Regions from separate parts of the Mus musculus genome. Here all the other regions are linked to region 6. A link is a contact called in public ChIA-PET, HiChIP or PLAC-seq, Micro-C and promoter capture Hi-C data. All regions are on one chromosome and are shown on one strand. Each heading gives the region's core, a stretch centred on a gene start, on an enhancer-like site or on the middle of the called end of the contact. The rest is flanking DNA. Distances are from core to core; before and after follow the strand shown. Region 1 holds the start of Itgb2 (integrin beta 2). Region 2 holds the start of Sumo3 (small ubiquitin-like modifier 3). Region 3 holds the start of Ube2g2 (ubiquitin-conjugating enzyme E2G 2). Region 4 holds the start of Pcbp3 (poly(rC) binding protein 3). Region 5 overlaps Pcbp3 (poly(rC) binding protein 3). Region 6 holds the start of Pofut2 (protein O-fucosyltransferase 2).

The links. Promoter capture Hi-C pulls out the DNA fragments that hold promoters and counts their contacts. A called contact is a pair of places that touch in the nucleus more often than the background predicts. ChIA-PET counts read pairs in DNA pulled down with a chosen protein or histone mark. HiChIP or PLAC-seq counts read pairs in DNA pulled down with a chosen protein or histone mark.
Region 1: a promoter capture Hi-C map of pre-B cells shows a contact between it and region 6. The contact joins the promoter of Itgb2 here to the promoter of Pofut2 in region 6. A contact is called at or near these places in 14 of 39 promoter capture datasets (the C10 cell line, the HPC-7 cell line, the SN4741 cell line and 9 more), 4 of 115 datasets of contacts at active chromatin or transcription factors (bone marrow-derived dendritic cells, craniofacial prominence, effector CD8 T cells and 1 more) and 2 of 9 other capture datasets (adipose tissue and liver).
Region 2: a contact with region 6 is called in an H3K27ac HiChIP or PLAC-seq map of extraembryonic endoderm stem cells, with 2.8 times the contacts expected there. The contact joins the promoter of Sumo3 here to the promoter of Pofut2 in region 6. A contact is called at or near these places in 10 of 39 promoter capture datasets (the 3T3-L1 cell line, 3T3-L1-derived adipocytes, the C10 cell line and 7 more), 5 of 484 Hi-C or Micro-C datasets (B cells, the G1E-ER4 cell line, embryonic stem cells and 2 more), 4 of 115 datasets of contacts at active chromatin or transcription factors (bone marrow-derived macrophages, epiblast stem cells, extraembryonic endoderm stem cells and 1 more) and 2 of 9 other capture datasets (liver and pancreatic islet).
Region 3: an RNA polymerase II ChIA-PET map of memory CD8 T cells shows a contact between it and region 6, with 54 read pairs. The contact joins the promoter of Ube2g2 here to the promoter of Pofut2 in region 6. A contact is called at or near these places in 6 of 39 promoter capture datasets (the C10 cell line, cranial neural crest, frontonasal cranial neural crest and 2 more), 7 of 484 Hi-C or Micro-C datasets (CD4 T cells, CD8 T cells, the G1E-ER4 cell line and 4 more), 4 of 115 datasets of contacts at active chromatin or transcription factors (extraembryonic endoderm stem cells, memory CD8 T cells, microglia and 1 more) and 3 of 9 other capture datasets (embryonic stem cells, liver and macrophages).
Region 4: a Micro-C map of embryonic stem cells shows a contact between it and region 6, with 4 times the contacts expected there. The contact joins the promoter of Pcbp3 here to the promoter of Pofut2 in region 6. A contact is called at or near these places in 6 of 39 promoter capture datasets (the 3T3-L1 cell line, the SN4741 cell line, hippocampal neurons and 2 more), 15 of 484 Hi-C or Micro-C datasets (CD4 T cells, CD8 T cells, LSK cells and 7 more) and 1 of 115 datasets of contacts at active chromatin or transcription factors (embryonic stem cells).
Region 5: a contact with region 6 is called in an RNA polymerase II ChIA-PET map of memory CD8 T cells, with 8 read pairs. The contact joins the enhancer-like site here to the promoter of Pofut2 in region 6. A contact is called at or near these places in 11 of 39 promoter capture datasets (the 3T3-L1 cell line, the C10 cell line, the SN4741 cell line and 6 more), 1 of 15 datasets of contacts at CTCF or cohesin (the NIH/3T3 cell line), 1 of 484 Hi-C or Micro-C datasets (the HL-1 cell line), 6 of 115 datasets of contacts at active chromatin or transcription factors (embryonic forebrain, embryonic hindbrain, forebrain and 3 more) and 1 of 9 other capture datasets (embryonic stem cells).

The regions. Positions count from the first base shown.
Region 1 is chr10:77,528,477-77,531,995 of GRCm38.p6, reverse strand. It overlaps Itgb2 (integrin beta 2), which reads right to left and starts at 1,626. Exons shown (of 16, transcript NM_008404.5): 1 at 1,537-1,626.
Region 2 is chr10:77,604,316-77,607,416 of GRCm38.p6, reverse strand. It overlaps Sumo3 (small ubiquitin-like modifier 3), which reads right to left and starts at 1,320. Exons shown (of 4, transcript NM_019929.4): 1 at 1,076-1,320. The coding sequence starts at 1,096.
Region 3 is chr10:77,620,083-77,623,586 of GRCm38.p6, reverse strand. It overlaps Ube2g2 (ubiquitin-conjugating enzyme E2G 2), which reads right to left and starts at 1,266. Exons shown (of 6, transcript NM_019803.3): 1 at 1,171-1,266. The coding sequence starts at 1,213.
Region 4 is chr10:76,960,176-76,963,199 of GRCm38.p6, reverse strand. It overlaps Pcbp3 (poly(rC) binding protein 3), which reads left to right and starts at 1,253. Exons shown (of 16, transcript NM_021568.2): 1 at 1,253-1,452. It overlaps Gm35664 (a long non-coding RNA gene), which reads right to left and starts at 1,059. Exons shown (of 2, transcript XR_380584.1): 1 at 1,025-1,059; 2 at 598-824.
Region 5 is chr10:76,797,036-76,800,490 of GRCm38.p6, reverse strand. Pcbp3 (poly(rC) binding protein 3) reads left to right here. Exons shown (of 16, transcript NM_021568.2): 5 at 939-962; 6 at 1,832-1,864; 7 at 2,580-2,696. Among named protein-coding and RNA genes, the nearest start is that of Col6a1, 73 kb to the right of the region's middle. Within about 2 kb of position 1,545, at least 52 of the 459 cell types and tissues checked have an H3K27ac peak or open chromatin away from gene starts, as enhancers often do. A contact at or near this core is called in memory CD8 T cells, where this site is marked.
Region 6 is chr10:77,258,046-77,261,190 of GRCm38.p6, reverse strand. Pofut2 (protein O-fucosyltransferase 2) reads right to left here and starts at 1,891. Exons shown (of 9, transcript NM_030262.3): 1 at 1,738-1,891; 2 at 367-617. The coding sequence starts at 1,868. Gm10941 (predicted gene 10941) reads left to right here and starts at 1,968. Exons shown (of 2, transcript NR_026944.1): 1 at 1,968-2,464.

The sequences.
Region 1 (3,519 bases), core at 377-2,876, 270 kb before region 6:
TTGTCCAACAGCCAGGCAGAGGATGCCCTGAGCTGTTTTTTCCCCCCCAAGGCTTGAACTGTATGTAACCTCTGAGTGACCGAGTGCACTTGGAAGCATTTGGGAACCTCAGGCAGGTCTGACTCATGTCCAAAGGGGGAGAGATGTGAATAAAGTAGCTGAGTCAGAACCTGCACCTCCCTACAGAGTCACCCCACCAGGGCTCCATGTAGCTCCACACACACATTCAACACCCCACACCCCTATCCCCAGCCCTACCACCTGCAGAGAACCACCTGCACCTGAGTGATGATAGATTGTAGCTAGCGGGAGCCTCAGTAGTCTCCACGGCTCACTCCTCATGGGAGTGAGTTTTGAAGGGAATTTTGAGTCATTATTGACTGCAGACATTTGGAGTTTGCAGAGCCAGTCAGCCCACCCTCTCATTTCCCCAGAGTTCAGTGGCCTCCCCAGTTCACACCCTTTCTCCATAGAGAGCAGAAGGCTTCCTCCCAAGCTGTGTATCAAAGATAGCCCCCGGCCCCCTGCAGCACTTCCTGCAAAGGATGATTGCATGGTTCCTCCACAATCGCAGTGAACACAATTCACCCCAGCCTAATGCATGCCTGCGGCAAGACTGTGTCCACATATGTCAACAGAGAAATGTTGGAGAAAGGAGGAGATAGGAAACTTGGGCCTCTCCAGCCCTAACTAACCCTCAGGACTTGCTCATTTTACTCCTGCTTATGGCAGCAGTCAACAATCTCTCATCTGCTCACTCACTGGTGGATGTAGAAAGGGTGTCTGTCACCTGACACCTTCCCCCTATCTGGGATATGACCCTGTGGTTGCTGGCCCCAGGCCTGGCCACTATGGTATGTGGGTGGGATTCTTGGGTAGAGGACTTCCTTATTATCTGCTATGCTGTAAGCTGGGCTGGGCATTTTGGAGCCCAGGTTCCAGAGACTTGCAGGGTAGACTGAGAATCACCCCCCCCCCCACACACACATACACACTCCCCACACGCCATTTTAAAGCAGATGGGGACAATGGACATCTCAGCAGCTCCTTCTCTTGCTCATTACCTCCAATCTGACACTCACCTTCATGACCATAAGTATCTACTTCCATTCATAGTAGGTGGGTGTCAGTATGTGACCCCTTCCCTCCCACAATCTGTCCCAGCCACCTCCACCACCACCCCTACCCCTTATCATAGCTGACCTTCCTCAGTCCCGGGCATCCACGACTATCACAGAGAGAGAATCAACACAGTCGGCTGCCTGCTGACCCACAGTTACAGATGTTCCCAGCGCTCCTGAAACTCTGCTCAGCTGTGGTACCAGGCCTCCCATCCCTGGACGTCAGTCAGGAGAGTCTGAATAGCCAGAAGCCACATGTACAAGACCATTTTTTTGACAGATAGGCAAGGTGAGAGATGGGGAAAGGCCACCAGTGCCTGTCGGGCTGGAGTCATAAAGAGAAATTCCACCGGAAGAGCCCACTTCTGAGGTGTTTCCCATAAGAGCTACCTGAACACAGGAGCCCTGCACTCACCCCCTCTCAGTCCCAGGAAGCCTCCACTCCGAGAATCTGACTGGAGATGTCTTTGCCTACTTCTTGCCAGCTGGCTGTGTGGTTGTGTCTAAAGAACACAGCCGCTGAGGCCCCCCCGCCTGACACTTCCTGTTCTAAGTCAGCGCCCAGGAGGAAGTTGAGTGACATTTGGCTGATTGGCCCACATGTGGGTATCACCTCAGCCCCTTTACACGTGGGACGTTAGAGAAGAGACACTGAGAGAGGGAGGGGCTTGTAGGCGATGACAAGCTTTTACGGCAAGAGTGGAGGGGCTACTGTTGGAAGCAGCAGCCATTGATAGCATCGAGGGGCTCTCTCACATGTCAAGAAGAGGTAGGGATTCATGGACCAGCAGGCGGAAGCAGAGGCTGATTGTGTGGGTTCTCAGTCTGGGAGAAGGACCCAGCTACAAGTGGATGGGCTGAGGTGGTAGCCCACTCGAGGAAGCAGGCGAATGGGAAGAAGGAGGCAGGGGAAGGTCCTGGGCAGAGAAATGGGGCAGAGTGGGGCATGGAGGGATGTGTTAAGTAACACTGTAGGAGCTCAATCACAAAGTTAGTGGTGAACAAAACCCCACCTGACTAGTTGCAAGAGGAGAGAGGGCAGAAAGAGAGACACCAAAGGGAGTTGGGAACCTTTAGCATAAGATTTGAGATGTCAGCCTTGTTGAGAAACAGTTAATTCTTTCCGCAACAATGTTTCATGGTTACATCCCACTACCTGCATCTTTAGAGTTACATGCTGAAATGCTCGCAAATGGTAGAAAAACATGGCAGATTTTCTTCCTTGTAATCAGGATGGGGGTTGGAGGTGGGTGTGGATACAAGACAGAGGCCAGGAGGTGACCACAGCGGAGGGTTGGGGGGGGGGGTGTTGGCTGAAGACCTGGGTGTTCATGTGTTACTCTTTCTTCGTGTAGTATGCTTGGTAGAATTTTTAAAGACATAGTTACATGAAGATAAAGCTGTGGAGTGGGGACATCAGCTATGCAGGACATCCTGGTGATAATGGTTGAGAGGGTTACAAGAAGTTAATAGCCCTGAACCTTTATGCATATTTTCTATATCTTCTCACAGTTGAAAAAAAATGTGCAAAAGATGCCAACTGTTGAAAGAACATTGTTGGAAAGCAGGTGTATCAGTTCACACTTGTAATACCAGAATGTAGGATGCTGATGCGGGAGGACCACTGGCTCAGTGGTTAAGAGCACTGACTGCTCTTCCAGAGATCCTGAGTTCAAATCCCAGCAACCACATGGTGGCTCACAACCATCTGTAATTGGATCCGATGACCTCTTCTGGTGTGTCTGAAGATAGCTACAGTGTACTCATGTACATAAAAAAAACAAATACATCTTTTTTTTAAAAAAAAAAAAAAAAAAGGAGGACCGCTGTGAATTCAAGACCAGCCAGGCAGAACTGTAAGATCCTAGCTCATAAAGGACGGGGAACGGGGGACAAAAGTCAAGAATGAAAGACCTGCACATACTTGTAGAAAATACTAACAAACACCACCAAATATCAGAAAGGCATAGTTCAGAGGCCAGGGAGATAGCTCAGAGGGTAAAGTGCTTGCAACACAAACTTGATGACGTGAGCTCAGCACCCCATTGGGCATGCGCAAAGCTGGGTGTGGCTGTGTGTGCCTGGTACTCCAGAGCTGGAGATATGGACTATTGTCCTCTTGGATCTTTGATGCTCACTGGTCAGCCAGTCTAGCTCATCGGTAAGCTCTGAGCTCAGCAAAGAGATCCTGTCTCAAAAAATGAGGCAGAGGGCAATTGAGGAAGACCCCTGGCTTCCACGAGAGCATGCATGCACAAGCCAGCTCCCTCACAAACAGACAAACGTGGGCATACGCCACAGCACTCACAAAGACACCACAATCTTGATCACTTTTCAATACACTCAAAAGGAAAACTGAGACTGGAGCAAACCGATGGAGCCACAGACCTTCAAACAC
Region 2 (3,101 bases), core at 71-2,570, 350 kb before region 6:
AGGAACCTTGTCTAAAAAAAAAGGGGGGGGGGCCGCTGTGGGGGTGTGGAGAGAGTAAGTAACTCACTGGTAGAGCATCTGCCTAGTGGACAACAGCCCCTGGGCTGCGTCACCAAAATATAACATATAACCCTCTGTCTCCACTAACCCGAGGCAGAAGGCATGGCCACTCCAGTACACACCAGGCATTCACTTCCTGCCTAACCGCACCAAAAGGTTACAACTCTTGTTGTAGTTACCAGCTACAAAATATAATAAAGTAAGTTGTCTACTCTTGGCACAGGGCGAACAGGTGCTCATTCAATATCCGGGATGGTGCAGGCAGGACCCAAGGCTGAGCTGAAATTAAAGGTAAGGACCTCGCAGGCAAGATATTTCTGGGCTCGGCTGCTGAGCATGGTACCATGGCATTAGTCCAGATGCTTGCCCTGCTCCTGGGGTCTCTCACCTGAGCCAACACAGTGGTCATCTCCAGGCCAGTCAAGAGCACAGAATGCCAGGCTCCAACGTTTATCTCCCGTTGGATAAAACTGCCCCCAGCAGGGCAGGTGAGTGTGGGAAAACTGTTCAATTTGAAATGGGCAACCCTGGCCTTCCCACGCACCAACTGCCGAGACCACGGCGATGGAGTGGAAGGGCATGCGGCCGGGCGAACATTGGAAGCCCGGAGCGGCCAGCCTTGCTCTTACTCCGGTGCAGCTCTCACGAGCGCCCGCTGAGCCTCACGCGCAGCACCACGCGTGCAACTGTGCGCACGGCACGCGAAAGGATGGCCGCGTCAGGGAGTGAGGCCCTTGCGAACCAAGAACCAGCACCCAAGTTCCGGGTTCTCGAGCCGTGGGCGGGGCTACACCCGGGGCGGGGCTACCCCGGAGGCGGAGCCTTGGTGTGGCGGGAGGCACAGCCGGGGGTGGGGCTAGCGCGCTGCCCGGGGCGGAGTGCAATGCTGGTGGGGGAGGGGCGCGGGTCGGTGGGGGAGGGGCGCTGAGGCTCGGGCGCGGCCCCGCGGGCCCTTTTTGCGCGCGGCCCGGCCTGCGTTCCGCGGAATCTGCTGCGGCTTGCGTACCGGGCTTACCTTGGGCTTCTCTTCCGACATGGTTGCGCAGCGACGGCGGCGGCAAGCGCAGCGGGAACCGGTGGCACTGGAGCGGGCGAGTCACGCTCTCTGCCCCGCCGCTCTCCCGCCGCAACTGTCGCGGGGCCGCGCTTTATCCCTAAATCCCGGCGCGCTGGTTGGTCGCGCGGAGTCACGTGGTCGGGCGCGTGCACGAGGCGCGCGCCCCGCGCCGCGGGTGCGCGCTGGCCAGCCGCGATTCAGGACGGTTGCGAATGCGTCACGGGGCGGGTCAGGCGCCCGGGTGCGCGCAGAGCCCCGGGGACGCGCGACTCAAGGTCCTAGGCCCAGAGACCCCGGATGTGGGTGCAAGACTGCGCGTCCACGCAGGGAGGCACGGGAGGAGTGGGGGCGCTGTGTGCTAGGTCAGGACCCAGAGGAACGTTTTGGCCCAACCAGTAGCCTCTTCACCACCCACATTTGGGGACTTTTTCTTATATGCAGGCTGCATTTGGGTAAGAGAGGGCAAAGAAACTCAGGCTAACCCTTTCAGGTGGTCCGGAAGACGAATAAGGAGGTTACCAGGCATGGTTTATGGACCACACACTCCTGGAACAGGCCTCTGGCCTTTAATTTGAATGTCACAGGAGGGCTCATGTCTAGAAAAGGCATCCTTTGAGGACACAGAGGATGGCTTCTGTTGGCCCAGAAAGCCAGCACATGCTCCCATTTCATCTTTTTTCATTTGATTTCCTGGATGGGGTGGACCAGCCTCCACAAGGGCCATTCCCAAGATGGCTCTCCAGAAGGACAAGCTCTTCCCCTTCATTCTCACTATCTAGCTGCCTTTCTCCCTCCTTACGTAGTCCCAAAGTAACCACTAGGTGGCTTGGGTGGGTGAGAGTGACAGGCACAGAAAGCTTCCCTTCTGACCTACCATTTGCTGTTTCTGGAATGCTATTGTGGACACTAATAACCCATTTTACACAGCACACCAAGATGCCTAGAAGTTTAATAACATGCCCAAGGAGTCAACTAGATAAGCAAAACAAGGGAAGCTTGAGCTGGAAGATCCATCGGGAGCCCTGGCTAAGGGGTCAAGAGTGTCCTTTCCTTGTATCTTGGCGTGAGTTTTTAGAATGCAGCCCACAGGCCCTCTGTGTCTGTCTGCTAACACCTGCAAATCAGGCCAGTCAGGGCTGACACAGTCACCCACAGTCGTCTCAGGAAGGTGTTGATTGGCCGTGTTCCAGGACCACACAGCAGCCTCCAGAGAAGTGGCGCTCTGTTTGACAGAAGTATGTTTCTGTTCCAAGGAAGGGCCAGCAGACAAGTATCCCCACTTCCTGGTAATACTGCAAAGCTACTAAGCCAAGTGTCTGTGAAGCCAACCTTTTTTAGCCTTTCCCCTGTACACATGACCTTTCTTCGAGAAGTTTGTCAAGGTCTTCCACAAGGACGCATTTGGAACTCATCCCACACCCAGACCAGACCAAGGTATGGATTTTCCTCAAATACAGATCATGGTCATCCTTAGCTGAACATATCTCTGGAATGTCCAGCTCAGACTGTGTAACTGGGAGACAGGACTCCAGAAACCAGGCTGACTGAAGCAGTTGTTGGAGATCAGAGCACACCTTCCCTCCACTATTAGCTGTGAGTGACTCGGGGCAGGCAGTGTTCAGACCACAGTGTACCACCAGCTCTAAGATGCCAAGCATTATAAAGTGTTGTATTAACAGTTTATAGGATACAAGAATCAAACCTGAGGGTCTGTGGCTGAGGGCATCTGTTACCAAGTGATCGGAGAACAACACGTGCAGCACAGGATGGATGAACTCGGCACCTACGTGAGCTGCAGCAAGAAACAGCCACACTGCGATCCATTCACACCATATGATGACCCATTCACACACTGAAAGCCTACCATTATGCAAAGTGAACAACCGGTAACAGGAAGATGCTCACTCGTGTGTATTTCAAAGCCTGTTCTTAAGATATGTGTATGTCTATGTCTATGTCTATGTGTATATGTAAACAGAACACT
Region 3 (3,504 bases), core at 17-2,516, 360 kb before region 6:
GTCTTAAACAGAGGACAAACCTTTTATACCATAAAGGAAGAAAAACACTCAGTGGGACTTTTATTGAATTCACAAGGACACGGAAAAAACCTCCCTCCCTCCCTCGCTCCTCGTGCTTTGTACTGCTGGATGCATTTCCATCACTGCTGCCACAGGCTTAAACAATATCCATTGATGACCTCATGGTTTCCATGTGGGCTTGGGCCCAGCCGAGACAGCTGGTTGTTTCAGGGCTGCAACCCAAGTCCATTCAAGTCGCTGGCACAACTCAGTTCCGTATGGCTGTAACACTGGTCCCAGACTAGCTGTCAGCCTGGGGCCACCCTTAGCTCCCTGCCCTTTTTTTTCCTCTTCCAAGAAGCCACAGCAGGTGGAGTCCTTCTCCTCTGTGAACCCCCTGAGCCCCTCGCCAGCCTTCCTATTTTAGAGTTCCCTCTTTAACCAAATTCCTTCTCTCTCTCACACGGAGATGATTCACAACCTTAACTTCAAATTAAGTGACAATACGTTTTGTCTGACGTACGAGTAGAGGCTTTTTGTGGCGGATAAGTTTTTCTCTAATGTGAATACCCTTGGGTAGAAGTGGTCAAAACTTAAACCCCTGTCCCGGAGCTTAAATGCTGTTCCCTCTTTTTTAGATAAAGGGGATGTGTCTCAATCTAGACACAGAGCTGAAAAAGTAAAACAGAGAGAAAAACAGATCCGGATCCAAGGAAACTGTCCGGAGCCCGTGTCCGAGAAACTTTGGTTTTCCCCAGCAACTCGCACCTGCGGCGTGGCCGGGGGTTTGAGGCGTTATCTTGTTTATTTTTAACTTTCTCCCCCAACTCCCCTCGACGGCTCGACCACCTTACGGGGATTACCCGGTACTCGCCCCGCAGCATCAACTGTCGGGAGGGCAGATGCGCAGCACACAGGGGCTTAGGGACCAGACCCGGGTGGCAGGGCCACGGCGGCGCTGCCCCGGCCGGCTTCTGAGCCCAGGGCCAGCCCCGCTGCCGCTGGCTGGGGTGCGCAGGTGACGGCGACAGCCTGGCCTTTTATCCGCACGCGGAATCTCGCAGCCCGGCCCAGTACCCCCGCACCGCACCGCACCGAGCCGAGCCATGCCGGGCCACGCCGCGGGCGACTATGGGGAAGAGGACAGGAAGGCGGCGCCGCCTGACTCACGCTTATACTCGGCCATCAGCCTCTTCAACGCCGTCCCCGCCATACCGCGGAACCTGCGTTCAGCAGCCTCGCCACATCCGCGCCGGTCCCGCCCGCCCGCTCCGACGCCCACGACTGCTTCCGGGTCGCGGGCTCCGGGCGCAAATGCATCCGGGGCGCGCGCGGGTGACGTGGCGCACCCGGGTGCTTCAGACAGGCTCGCTGGGGTTCGCCTCGCGCTCCCCGGGTAATGGCCCGGGTCGACGGAGCTCGGCTTCCAGAATCTTCTCGGCCGGCCACACCCTCAGCATTGAAGGTTTCCTACGCCGCCGTGAGGCTTTGCGCAGCTCGCCCTGCGGCCCTTTAGTCTTGAAAAATAGTGCGAGAGCTAATGGCTCATCATGGATTGTTCCTGAATGAGACTCATGTCCTTGCGCTTGGGCTCGCCCCTCAGAAGTGGCTGTCCAGATCGTGAAACTTTCCCCTTGTAGGCATGAATGTCCTAGAACTCATTATTTAGCCCAGGCCGGCCTCGAATTCACAGAGATGCCACCTGCCTACCTCTGTCTCCCAAGTGCCACTACACCTGGTTTTTGAGGCCCAGGTGATTTGAGATGACACTTCTAGCAAGAGAAAGAGTACCTTGGTTTCACAAAGGAAGGATAAAGTTCCCGGGCCATATCCCATCCTCTCTGGCCAAAAAAACTCAGACTCTGCCAAGTAAGCTGTACTTCCTCATCATACGGAACTGCCAGATAGATGCTTGGTATTTTCTTAGGTGCACCACTGCCTTCGCTAAGTGGACATGAGGGATACAGCTCGGGACGTGGCTCTCCGAAAAAAGGGGCTTTCAGGACTAGGTGTAGGGACAAAGAGAAAGTTCCTGCTGGGACCCTGAGTATAAGAAGCTGAACTCAAAAGATTTGAGGCATTAGATTCATCACATTTGTCGTTTTAAAAAAGAATATTAAGGGGGCTGAAGAGATGGCTCAGCGGTTAAGAGCACTGACTGCTCTTCTGGAGGTCCTGAGTTCAAATCCCAACAACCACATGGTGGCTCACAACCATTTGTCACGAGATCTAATTCCCTCTTCTGGTGTCTGAAGACAGCTACAGTGTACTTACATACAATAAATAAATCTTTTAAAAAAATATATTAGAGCCAGGCAGTGGTGGTGCACACCTTTAATCCCAGCACTTGGGAGGCAGAGGCAGGCCGATTTCTGAGTTCGAGACCAGCCTGGTCAACTGAGTGAGTTCCAGGACAGCCAGGGCTACACAGAGAAACCCTATCTTGAGAAAGAAAAAAAATATTAGGATGCTACTCCAATTACATGTAAGGTTAAAAAAAAAAAAAATCCCACACGCATAACCCTCCCAAGCATGCCCCACCCACAAGTCAAAAGGAGGCCTCGAGGACACACTGCTCCTCCTGCTGTTGCCTGTAGAAGCATAAGTTAGTCTAACACATCCAAATGATGTGGCAGCCCCGATTCCCTGCGACAGTTTGAATGTGAGTCGTGCCCACATGTTTGCTGGTCAGGGTGGAACCTCCACTAGCTGGATAGGGGTGAATTTTGAGATTAGGATTAGCTTAGTTTCTAGTTCTCTCTGCTTCCCAGTCAGCTACCCGGTGAGTAAGCAGCTGTCACACACTGCTGCCGCCTTGGAGCCACCTGCCGCCATGATAGACGGTATCCCCTCCAACCCCAAGGCAAAATTAACTTCTGTGTGTCGGGTATTGATCCCATCAGCAAGAAAACAAACTTGTAAAGTAGTACCATGAACTGAGGCCATCCCTGGGATGAGCCTGACCATGAGCTTCAGAGCTAGTTTGGTTTTGTTTTAAAGATTTTTATGAGTACACTATGGCCGAAAAAAAAAAAAAAGATCTATTTATTTATTTAATGTGAGTACATTGTAGCTGTACAGAAGGTTGTGAGCCTTCACGTGGTTGTTGGGAATTGAATTTTTAGGACCTCTGCTTGCTCCAGTCAACCCCACTGGTCAACTCTGCACTGCTGGCCAAAAGACTTATTATAAGTACACTGTAGCTGTTTTCTGACACACCAGGAGAGGGTGTCAGATCCCATTACAGATGGTTGTGTGCCACCCTGTGGTTGCTGGGATTTGAACTCAGGACCTCTGGAAGAGCAGTCAGTGCTCTTAACCGCTGAGCCATCTCTCCAGTCCCAGCCCCAGAGCTAGTTTTAAGGAGAAAAGTGGAAAACAGGTTCAGAGCTGGGAGCTAGAGAACTCTCAGATTGCTGTGAGCAGGGCTAAGAGGACGACTCTGGGGGGAATTTGGAAGACCAGAACACCAAGAAATGCAGGTAGCCTAGACTGCTCAGGGTG
Region 4 (3,024 bases), core at 4-2,503, 300 kb after region 6:
TCGTGATTGTAACAGGTGGAGGGATGAGGGGACAGAGCTATGTATACACCCCTTTGCATGTATGATATATCGTTATTGGCACCGAAGTGAGTCATTGGTGGGTTTGAGGCTCAGGGCGGGATGAGTTTTGTCATCTCAGCTAGAATGTCACCCTCAACCCACTTCTCTGCTCACCCGTCTGTTCATATGACAACAAAGAAGCAACTCTGTTTCCCAGAGATGCTTCTCGAAAGTCTGGAGGTAAACATGTGGATCACTCTCTCCACCTATGAAGGGCAAAGCTTGATTTCCAAGTCCAAAGAGGCCTTCTCTGGCTGGTTCAGGTTGCTTCAGGAAGCCAGGAAGGATGACCCTGGGCTCCTGGGTATCTAGGTACTGATGGAAGGCAGAGTTCCCAGGACTCGCAGCTTCTATCAGTACTGGAATTACAAGTTGGCCTGGTTCCTTTACCTTCGTGGTGTGCAGAAAGGAATAAGCCTAAGCTAATAGAGAGCAATCAGATGAAGGAAGTTTAGTCCGATGAAAACGATAGTTAATTGACACAAAATAGAGCAGGACACCTCTGAGGAAAGGTGCACAAAAGATAACAACAACAACAACAACAACATGACATGTTTTCCCACAGCCACTACCACAGCCAGTTCTTCCATCGGCTTTGAATCGCTTGTGGACAGGTGTGCAGGCCCAGAACCTAAACACAAGTTCTACAGTCTGGGCTGTGTTGGCTTTCAAAGGCTTCCAAGCAGAGAGGGGCACCCGCGAAGGGCTGCGGTCAACGGATCAGGCCCACATAGTCGCGAAGGCTGTGGGTCCAACTGACCTCCCTAGAATATCAGCGCGTGCGAGACTGGGTGTCTGCAGTCTCCCGCTAGCTGCGTGTGCCAAACACTTGCAGAGGATGCAGGCCCCGCAGCCATCTCACAACCAAGCATCCACTCCCTTCCCTCTAGCCTTCTGGAGGCCCCGCCCCAGGCCCGGCCCTGGCCCCGCCCCGTACTGTCCCCGCCCCCGCCAGTTGACTAACCTTTCCAGAAGCCCCGCCTCCTCCCAGCCCCAGAGTGGGGCCCCGCCCAACCCTAACCGCCCTTCGACGCTAAACGGCTTCTAGCCGGAGAGCTTTCCGTGCCCTGATTGGCTGTGATGGTCACCGTTTCGCAGCTCCATTGGCTCCCGGCGCCCGCTTTCTCAGGCCCTGCCCTTGAGCGGGGGCGGGGCCAGAGGCGGCGGGCTGCGCAGGAGTGGCTGGTTGCACGGAGGGGGCGGGTCCTCGCCGCGCGCAGTGCTTCGGCCAGAGCTCGAGGCGCTGCTTACCGTCGCCTGAGCTAGGAGACGCCGCGGCCGCCGCTGGGTCGCATCGGGCTTCGCGTCGCGCCGTGTACGCCTCCTCTGCCCCACCCGACCGGCAGCATAGGCTCTACCTGGTCCGCGGCCTCCCTGTCCGCGGCGGGGCAGGTGAGTGAGTGGCGGCGGGTTGAAGTGTGTGTGGGGGGGTCCAGCGCGGAGGTAGCTCGCATGCCGCGTCCCAGGCCGGCCGAGACCCCTCCAAAGGCCAGAGGACCGGACAGTTCGCAGTCAGAAAACTTCATTCGAGCTGGGGTGTTGGGGATCCTGGGGGAAGGGTTGAGGTTGGCGATCTCAGTACTAGGGCCGGGATCCTAGGCTGAGGCGAGGGTCCCAAGCTGAGGCGAGGATTCCAGGCTGAGGTGAGGGTCCCAGGCTGAGGGCGGAGGTCCTGGGAGAGAATAGGGGGTACCAGGTTGAGGGCGGGGGTCCCGGGCTGAAGGTAGGGGTCCCAGGCCAAGACCAAGGTCCTAGGCTGAGGGCGGGGATCTAGGACTGAGTACCGAGCTCTGAGGGCTCAAGGCTGAGGTTCCAGGGCTTAGTGCAGAGTCCCAGGCTTAAAGCAGGGTGGGGGTATCCCAGGCCAAAGCGATGGTCGGAGGACTGAAGATGGGAATCCCAGAGGCATGTGTATCAGGCTGAGCAAAGGGTCAAGGGAAGCAGCTTCCCAGGCTGTGACCGGGGTCCTAGGCTGAGGCAGGAATTACTTAGAGAGAGGGAGAAAGAGGTGGGTGGGTGGGTGGGGAAGTGTGGGGCCGAGGGTCGGGCTCCCGGAATAGAGTAGTTCTTGATAGCCCCTTGGGCTTGGAGCTGGGGCCAGAACAGGGTCCTAGACAGAAGTTTCCAGTGAGGGGCTCACTCTCCAGCTCTGCATGGTCTTGCCTGTTCTTGGATTCAGGCACGGCCTAGGGTCCTTGTGAAAGTCTGACGGTAACTGGCCCTGGCCTACGTCGGGGGTCGGGGTAGAGCCACTCAGGAAAACCCAGGCCTCTTTACTCCCTCCCTAAATTCAGAAGTTGTTAGTGGGCACATTACGCTGCAGGCTTTCGGGTCAACACACAATAGCTGTGATCTCACTGGGACTTGCAAGGCTTAGACGGATGTCTTGTGATTGAGACGAGCTGGGGAGGAAAAAAAAAGGAAGCCCAGAGGATGGATGTGGGGCGAGGGCAGGGTGCGGCCTTTTCTCCTCTCCCCTCCACCGTGGTCTTCTGTTTTCTTCTTTCCTCTCAGTTCTCCTCAGGTTTTCCCCGCACCATTCATTAGAGCCTGAACAGGTAGACTAGACAGGCGCCGGTTCTCAATCTCTCTCTCTCTCTCTCTCTCTCTCTCTCTCTCTCTCTCTCTCTCTCTCTCTCTCTCTCTGATGGCCGTATTTTCTGTTTTGGGAAAGAGGTGTGTTCCAGAACTGTTTCTTATTGTCCCCAAAGTGTTTTGTTTAGTAGAAGTGTGAAGTTGTCTGGCTTCTTATTCTGCACTATGTTGTTAGTATAGGAGAATTTTAAGTTAATGGAAGGTGGGCCCCAGGATTGGCTATTTCCTTTTTACTTTTCTTTGCAGCACTACGGACTTTTAAATCTCATTAGCTTTGTATGCGAACCGATGGCACTGTAGGTTGAGAAGGGTTTTTTTTTTTTTTTTTTGGTTTTTCAAGACAGGGTTTCTCTGTATAACCCTGGCTGT
Region 5 (3,455 bases), core at 296-2,795, 460 kb after region 6:
CTCTCTCCTTCTACCCTGAGAGATCTAGCTCCTAGCTTTTGTGCACTATTTTGACTACTAGAACAACAGTTCTGGAATATCCAGCTCCCCCAGAAAGCATGTCCCCTTGCACCCAGACATCCCTTTCCATGGTGGACAGTGTCCAATCCTTCTTACTCGTAGCACGTCCCCACATGGGATTCTCTACAGATTAGCCCACAGTTCCTATGATGGCAATGCCACACAGGACCATTCTCTCCTCTTGGTTCTTGAGCCCATGCTTTGCCTCCACAGGGATCAACAGCAGCTCTAGCATTCCGAGAGTTTGGTTAAAATAGTGAGAAAAGCAGGTCAGACTTTGAAAGAGGTTATTTTTCCATGGCAGAAAGTCAGGTGGCCCTGCCCCAAGCAACAGACCGTGATGGAAGCTTCCTGGAGCTGTCCTGTGGGCTGGGACAGGCTGGGGCCAGTGATCCAGGTGATCATATACCCCACAGTCATTGACATCCAAATGCAGAATGGTGGAGGCCATGCCAGGGGCTTCTCCAAGTGTCCTACCTCATAAACCAATGTGGCAGTGCTGTGTTCTTAGGCAGGGGCATTACTTCCTGTCCATCTGTGGCAGGGTCTCCTTGAGGCCTTAAGTGCAGGGGTGACTCTCTCTCCTTGTTTATCTAGAAAGCATCTGACTGTCTGCCTTGCTCCTAGGCAGTTGGCTAATTGAGCTCAGCTCCATTTCTGATCCCCCTGGTCAGCTAGGCATAGAGAAGCTGGACAACCCAACAGACACATGTTCTGGCTGAGAGCCTCAGCTCTCCCTGGGGCAGGGGACGACTCGGTCGGTGCCCTGGTGCACACAGGCCCTGGTACCACCCCACACTGTAAACGCTTTACTTCTCCCTCACGCCAGCCCCAGAGTGCCTTGTGACATCATCTCTCTGTGATTTTTTTCCCTACAGGAAGTTGGAAGCATCATCGGGAAGGTAATTATTGAGTGACTTGTGTCTTTCTTGGTTCTCTAGAAGCTGACAGACAGAGACAGCAGTAGCCCCTGGTGCTGACTAGCCCCAGCAGTTACACAGGCCCTCACTGGCACTATCCTAGAGGAAGTCAGAGTCCCAGGAAGCTCTGCCCTGGCAGCTCTGTCTATGCCCCTCCCTTCCTGAACCTACTGTACTGTGAGTCTTGCCGTTGGCTCTGGGTGCATCTCACACACACACACACACACACACACACACACACACACACACACACACACACACACACACGTACGTGTTCTTCCTCGGCCCTGGCAGGGCCCCCGCTGGGCACTTTGAAGCTTCCTGTTCCCACTTCGGTGCCTGGTACCTCTGGGTTTCAGACATAGGAAGCATTACTGTCCTCCTCTCAATACAACGAAAGCGAAAGCTGCTTCCCAGAGTAGGGGAGTGCAGGGGGATCAAAAGCTCACTGCCGTGTGAAAGAGGAGAGACTGCCCTCCTGGATGCTGTCTGTATTTTGGTTATCTCGTAACCCTAGCTCCTGCCAGGCATCACACCTGCTACTGGATCTGTAGCGCTGTCATAACAACGGGCCTGAGTCTGATCAAAGCTCACCCACGTGACCAGCTCCACCTCTGGGTGACTGTACCTCCCTTCCCATGCCTCGGCTTATTCATCTGTGGTGCCCCTGGATTGTGGGCCCCAGTGAGTAAAGAGACCAGCTAACTCACGGGGGCTGGCAAGGACAGGGAGCAGACCAGAGGTAGGCAGCCCCCGCACCCCCCACTAGCAGCCAGGGCTAGGCTGTGTCAGGCGCAGGGACCCTCTGTGCCCCTGGCAGTGACAGACTTCCTTATGTGTCTCCATTCCAGAAAGGAGAAACAGTAAAGAAGATGCGTGAAGAGGTGAGTGTGCTCTGCCCTAAATGTTATCCCCTCCCCAGGTCAGGTTGGCCAGCCCTAGGGGGTGGAGAATGGTACTGCTGTGGCTCTCATGGACCTGCCCTTGTATCAGGGATGCTAGGCAACGAGGGGCAATCCTCTCTGACATGCTACACAAACAGCATCCAGCTTGTTGAGGCCATAAGCTCTCCTAGGGACCACTGGACCTCATACTAATTAAAATTCTAGCCAGGTGGTGGTAAGGAATTGCAGCACTCGGGAGGCAGAGGCAGGCGGATCTCTTGAGTTTGAAGCTAGCCTGGTCTACAGAGTGAGTTCTGGGAGAGCCAGGGCTACACAGAGAAAACCTGTGTTATAACAACAAAAACCTACTCTGGGAATGCATGATGATACATGCTTGTAACCCCAGCACCAGGGAAACAGAGACAGGGGCCGAAGAACAGAAGTTCGAGGCTGTTCTCCATTACACAGGGAGTTTAAGGCCAGCTTGGTTGCATGAGACCCTGTCTTAAAAGACAAAAACAAAACCTTAGGATTTCCAATTTGATGAGGATTCCTGGCAAGGATTTCACTGTTTAGAATGAGATTTTTTATTTTTTTAAAGCATGCTTCATTTCTAGTGTCTGTGCCTAAAGTTGTGTGCAAGCTTGGAAAAACCAGGCCCACATGAGATAGCTTTCATCTCCCACCAGCTACCTTTTCTCTCCTCTCACCTTAGAGTGGCGCCAGGATCAACATCTCAGAGGGAAACTGCCCAGAGAGAATCGTTACAATCACAGGCCCAACTGACGCCATCTTCAAGGCCTTTGCTATGATCGCGTACAAGTTTGAGGAGGTAAGGCACAGGTTGGCACGTTTGTGAGACCCAGTCCCAGCCGTAGCCTGTCCATCACTTTGCCTCACTGGTTGAGGCACTGGCTTGCTTTGTGATAAGGTGGCCTTAAGAGTTCTAGTCACCTTCAATACCCTGCCTCTGTCCAGCTTGTGAGGACCAGTGTCCTCCCTGTCTCCTAAAGTTCATCCTCGTGGTTTCCCAGGCACCATGGGTAACCTCAGAACACAGGCCTCCCGCCTCCCAACACAGCTGCGGGTGTGTCTCTTAGGCTGTGTTCACACCTTCAGGGCCTGGCTGGCACAACTCTGGTTTCAGCTGCAGTGCCCCCCACCCCAAGAGTGTCTTAGCTAGAGACAGAAGGACATTTTTATGTTGGGACACATTCACATCTACATACGTATATCCACATACATGTATAATATATCCACATCTACATACATGTGTAATATAATATATCCACATACATGTGTTGTAATCTATCCACATACATCTGTAATACTTCTATGTGCTCTTCATGGTTTTACTATTTCCATTTAATTCATACATGGTGATGACCAAGCTGGCATAGTTTTTCTGTCATCAATAAGGGTGGTTAAGTCGTCCAATCATGAGGTTGGCTCTGTGAGTATAAGCAAAATGAGAACGGAAAGGCTGTATATACGTAGAGCTCGCTATATAGCAAGAGATCAGCCTTGGTCTTTTATTACTGGGGGAGGAGAACATCACATAATGGACAGAGGGAAGTTTTAGGGATGCCCT
Region 6 (3,145 bases), core at 642-3,141:
ATCTGTCTTCCAACCAAAGCTACGCTCAACTCTAAACACCTCTGTGCTCAGGAAAACATGGGTCCTCTCAAAAAGTGGAAGCAGGGCGAGGTCAGGCCAAAGGCCTCTTCACAGACCACTCAGCACCCTGGTGTGACCCCACAAGATGCACACACTGGTGTGCATCTCTTGGTTAAGATGGTTTCAGCTGCTTTCTCGTCAGCACTGACCACACCTGCCACAGCTGCTCAGACCCCCTTCCCTAGAGAAAGCACGGAAGCAAAGCAAGCACTACCAGAAGGACCGAGTGGAACGTGCCAGGGCAGGCTGGACCGGGCAGCCAGCTGTCCACATCAGAAAAGCCTCCCAGACTGATGCCCGCCTCACCTGCAATGAACTGCTCATACTCTATAACGGGGATGTTTTTATTGAGACTCGGGAGGTCAAAAAACTCGGACCAGGGAATCCGGACCTGGTGGATGTCAGGGCTTTGCCAGTGGTAGAGGCGGCCCCACGGGGGCAGGACTAGCACCCACTCTTCAGTCTTCAACAGCGTCTTCAGCAAGGATGCCACCCGGATATAGACATCCCTGCGGAGATTGAAGCCTTCTGGGGGGTTGACATCATACAGGAGGTACCTGAGAAGGGAGCAAGACATAGGCCGTGTGTGAACTGTGGGGAATCTTCATGGGGCACCCACACCCGGCTTACAGAGAGGGCAGTGACTATACAATGACCAGCAGAGCTCATAAGTGCCAACAGCAGATTCACACTCTCTGACAAATCAGAATGTAAACGGAACCTCAGCGGCTGAGCCTGAGAATCGGTTTCACAGCCATTCCCACAGTGTCTCATCCAAAGACTCCTTGACTCCTTCACAGTCTGAACAAAATTAATGAGATGCCCAAAGGCCAGTTGTTTACTCAGGGGGGGCCAAACCTTTGACAATGAGGCATGACGCTGTCTGTCATCAATAATTCATCGCTATTCTGAGATGTATGTGGTCAATGGGCACAGGTTGGACAAATCTGGTTTATAAATTAAATCTACTGACAGTTCCTGTGTTGGAAGCTAAAGCTAGAAGTATTCATCCATTCACTGAAAAATAACAACAGTCTCGTTATATTAACAAAGATTATTTTAAATGAAAAATATGCATTTTCAAAATAAAAACAGTGAAAAGGATAGGATGATAATATTCTGATTAAGCCTCACTGTGATATTACAGGTCCGGTTGGCTGGCCGGTGGAAAAACTCCACAGTACACTAATGACATCTGAGAAAGTCAAAGTGACGAAGAATCTCCCTCCGTGAAAACGGTTCTAAAACTTTATTTAAGGCTTCGCCAAAGCAAGATTCCTTTCTACGGAATCGCGGGCAGGCTTCAGTCCCGTCATCACTGGGTTTGTCGGCACCAGACCCCTGGTTTACCCTCCCTCCAGTTTGGGGAAGAGCGGCCGCGGAAGAAGCGCCATCTCCACGACAGCCCACACGAACTTCTGTCTCGCTGGAACTTAAGATCGGCCTCGGGACAGCGTGCCTGAGGTGGCCAGAGCCGGGCTCCACCTACGCTCCCGGACCTTCTGGTAGCGATCTCTCGGGAGTAGACGGCCAGCTCAGCCCAAGGCCAGGGCGACCTTCGCCACGCAGCCTTCGCTCCTGCAGCCTGCGTGCGCAGCCCCGGTCCCGCTGCCCCCAGCCCGCTGCTGACCCTGTCCCAGATGCCTCGCTCCGCCCGGCCGGCGTGGACGCGCTTACCGTCTGCGGGATGCCGCCCCCGACAGGATGTCCGCCGCCGACTGGCCAGGCCAGAATTCTTCTCCTGAAGCCGAGACCGGCCGCCAGGATGCCGCTGCCAGCAGCAGGCAGACGACGCTGAGCGCCGCCATGGCCCCGGCGGCCACGCACTTCCGGCTGCCGCGCCCCGGTCCGGAAGTGCGCCTGTCCGCCCCACGGAGCGCGTCTCCAGTAGCTACGGCAACGCGGCCAGACCCACGGTGCGCACGCGCCTCTCTTCGTCTGAGTAGGAGTATGTGGGCGTGACCAGGGGTGGGTCCTGGGGAATGGGCGTGTCCTCAGCGCAGTCACGCCCTTCCCAAGCTCTCCTGGTTGTACTTTCAGCTGAGGGCGCTGCGGTGGCCTGGCTCGGTTGAGTCTTAGAGTCGTCGGCTTTGCGAGGTGCGCTATTTGTCCCGAGGGCAGAGAGAATTCGCTTGGTCTCATCCGGGACTTGCTGAGCATCACGACGCCAGGCATTCCTGTTGCCGGGTGTTGTACGGTCCCGGGATGTGGGCGGAGCTGGCCGCAGGTCTGGTCCTGCAGGACAGAGCCAGAGGACAGAGCACTGGCCTCCAGGAGTGGGGATGGATGCAGGACCTGAAGGTGCTCTCCGTTCCGTGTAGGGCTCTAGCGCTGGAGCAGCGAGCAGCTTAGGAGTCAGAGGACCAGGTGCCCCACGGAGCTCTGAGCTTTCCTGAAAATACTTGTGAGTGACTGTGGCTTTTTTTTTTTCTTTTTTAAAAGTTGCATCGCAGTGGAAGTGTCTAGAACCAAGTGTTTGTACAGACCCCATTGAAGTGGTGTTAACTGATGGAGTTAGTATTACATACAGATTCCGAAGCAGACAGCCACATACTCTGCACGCTACTACTGTATGCTGTAACAGTCGGATATCTGATAAAAACAAGAGAGTCACAGGTGGCCAGAAAGCATAGCATTAAAGAGATAGTTGAGCTTCATCAAAAAGTAAAACCTAGTCTTTGTCTTTTTTTTTTAAGATTTATTTTATGTATATGAGTACATTGTGGCTGTCCTCAGACACACCAGAAGAGGGCATCAGATCCCATTACAGATGGTTGTGAGACTCCATATGGTTGCTGGGAATTGAATTCAGGACCTCTGGAAGAGCAGTCATTGCTCTTAGCTACTGAGCCACGTCTCCAGCCCCAAAACCTAGTCTTTGAAAGGCAGGGGTAGGAAAAAGAAAAGACAGAGCCTGGGAGAAAGCACCCAGATTATAATAATTACCCTAACAGGGGCTGGAGAGATAGCTCAGCAGTTAAGAGCACTGACTATTCTTCCGGAGGTCCCAAGTTCAAATCCCAGCAACCACATGGTGGCTCAAAACCATCTGTAATGAGATCTGATGCCCTCTTCTGGGGGTGTC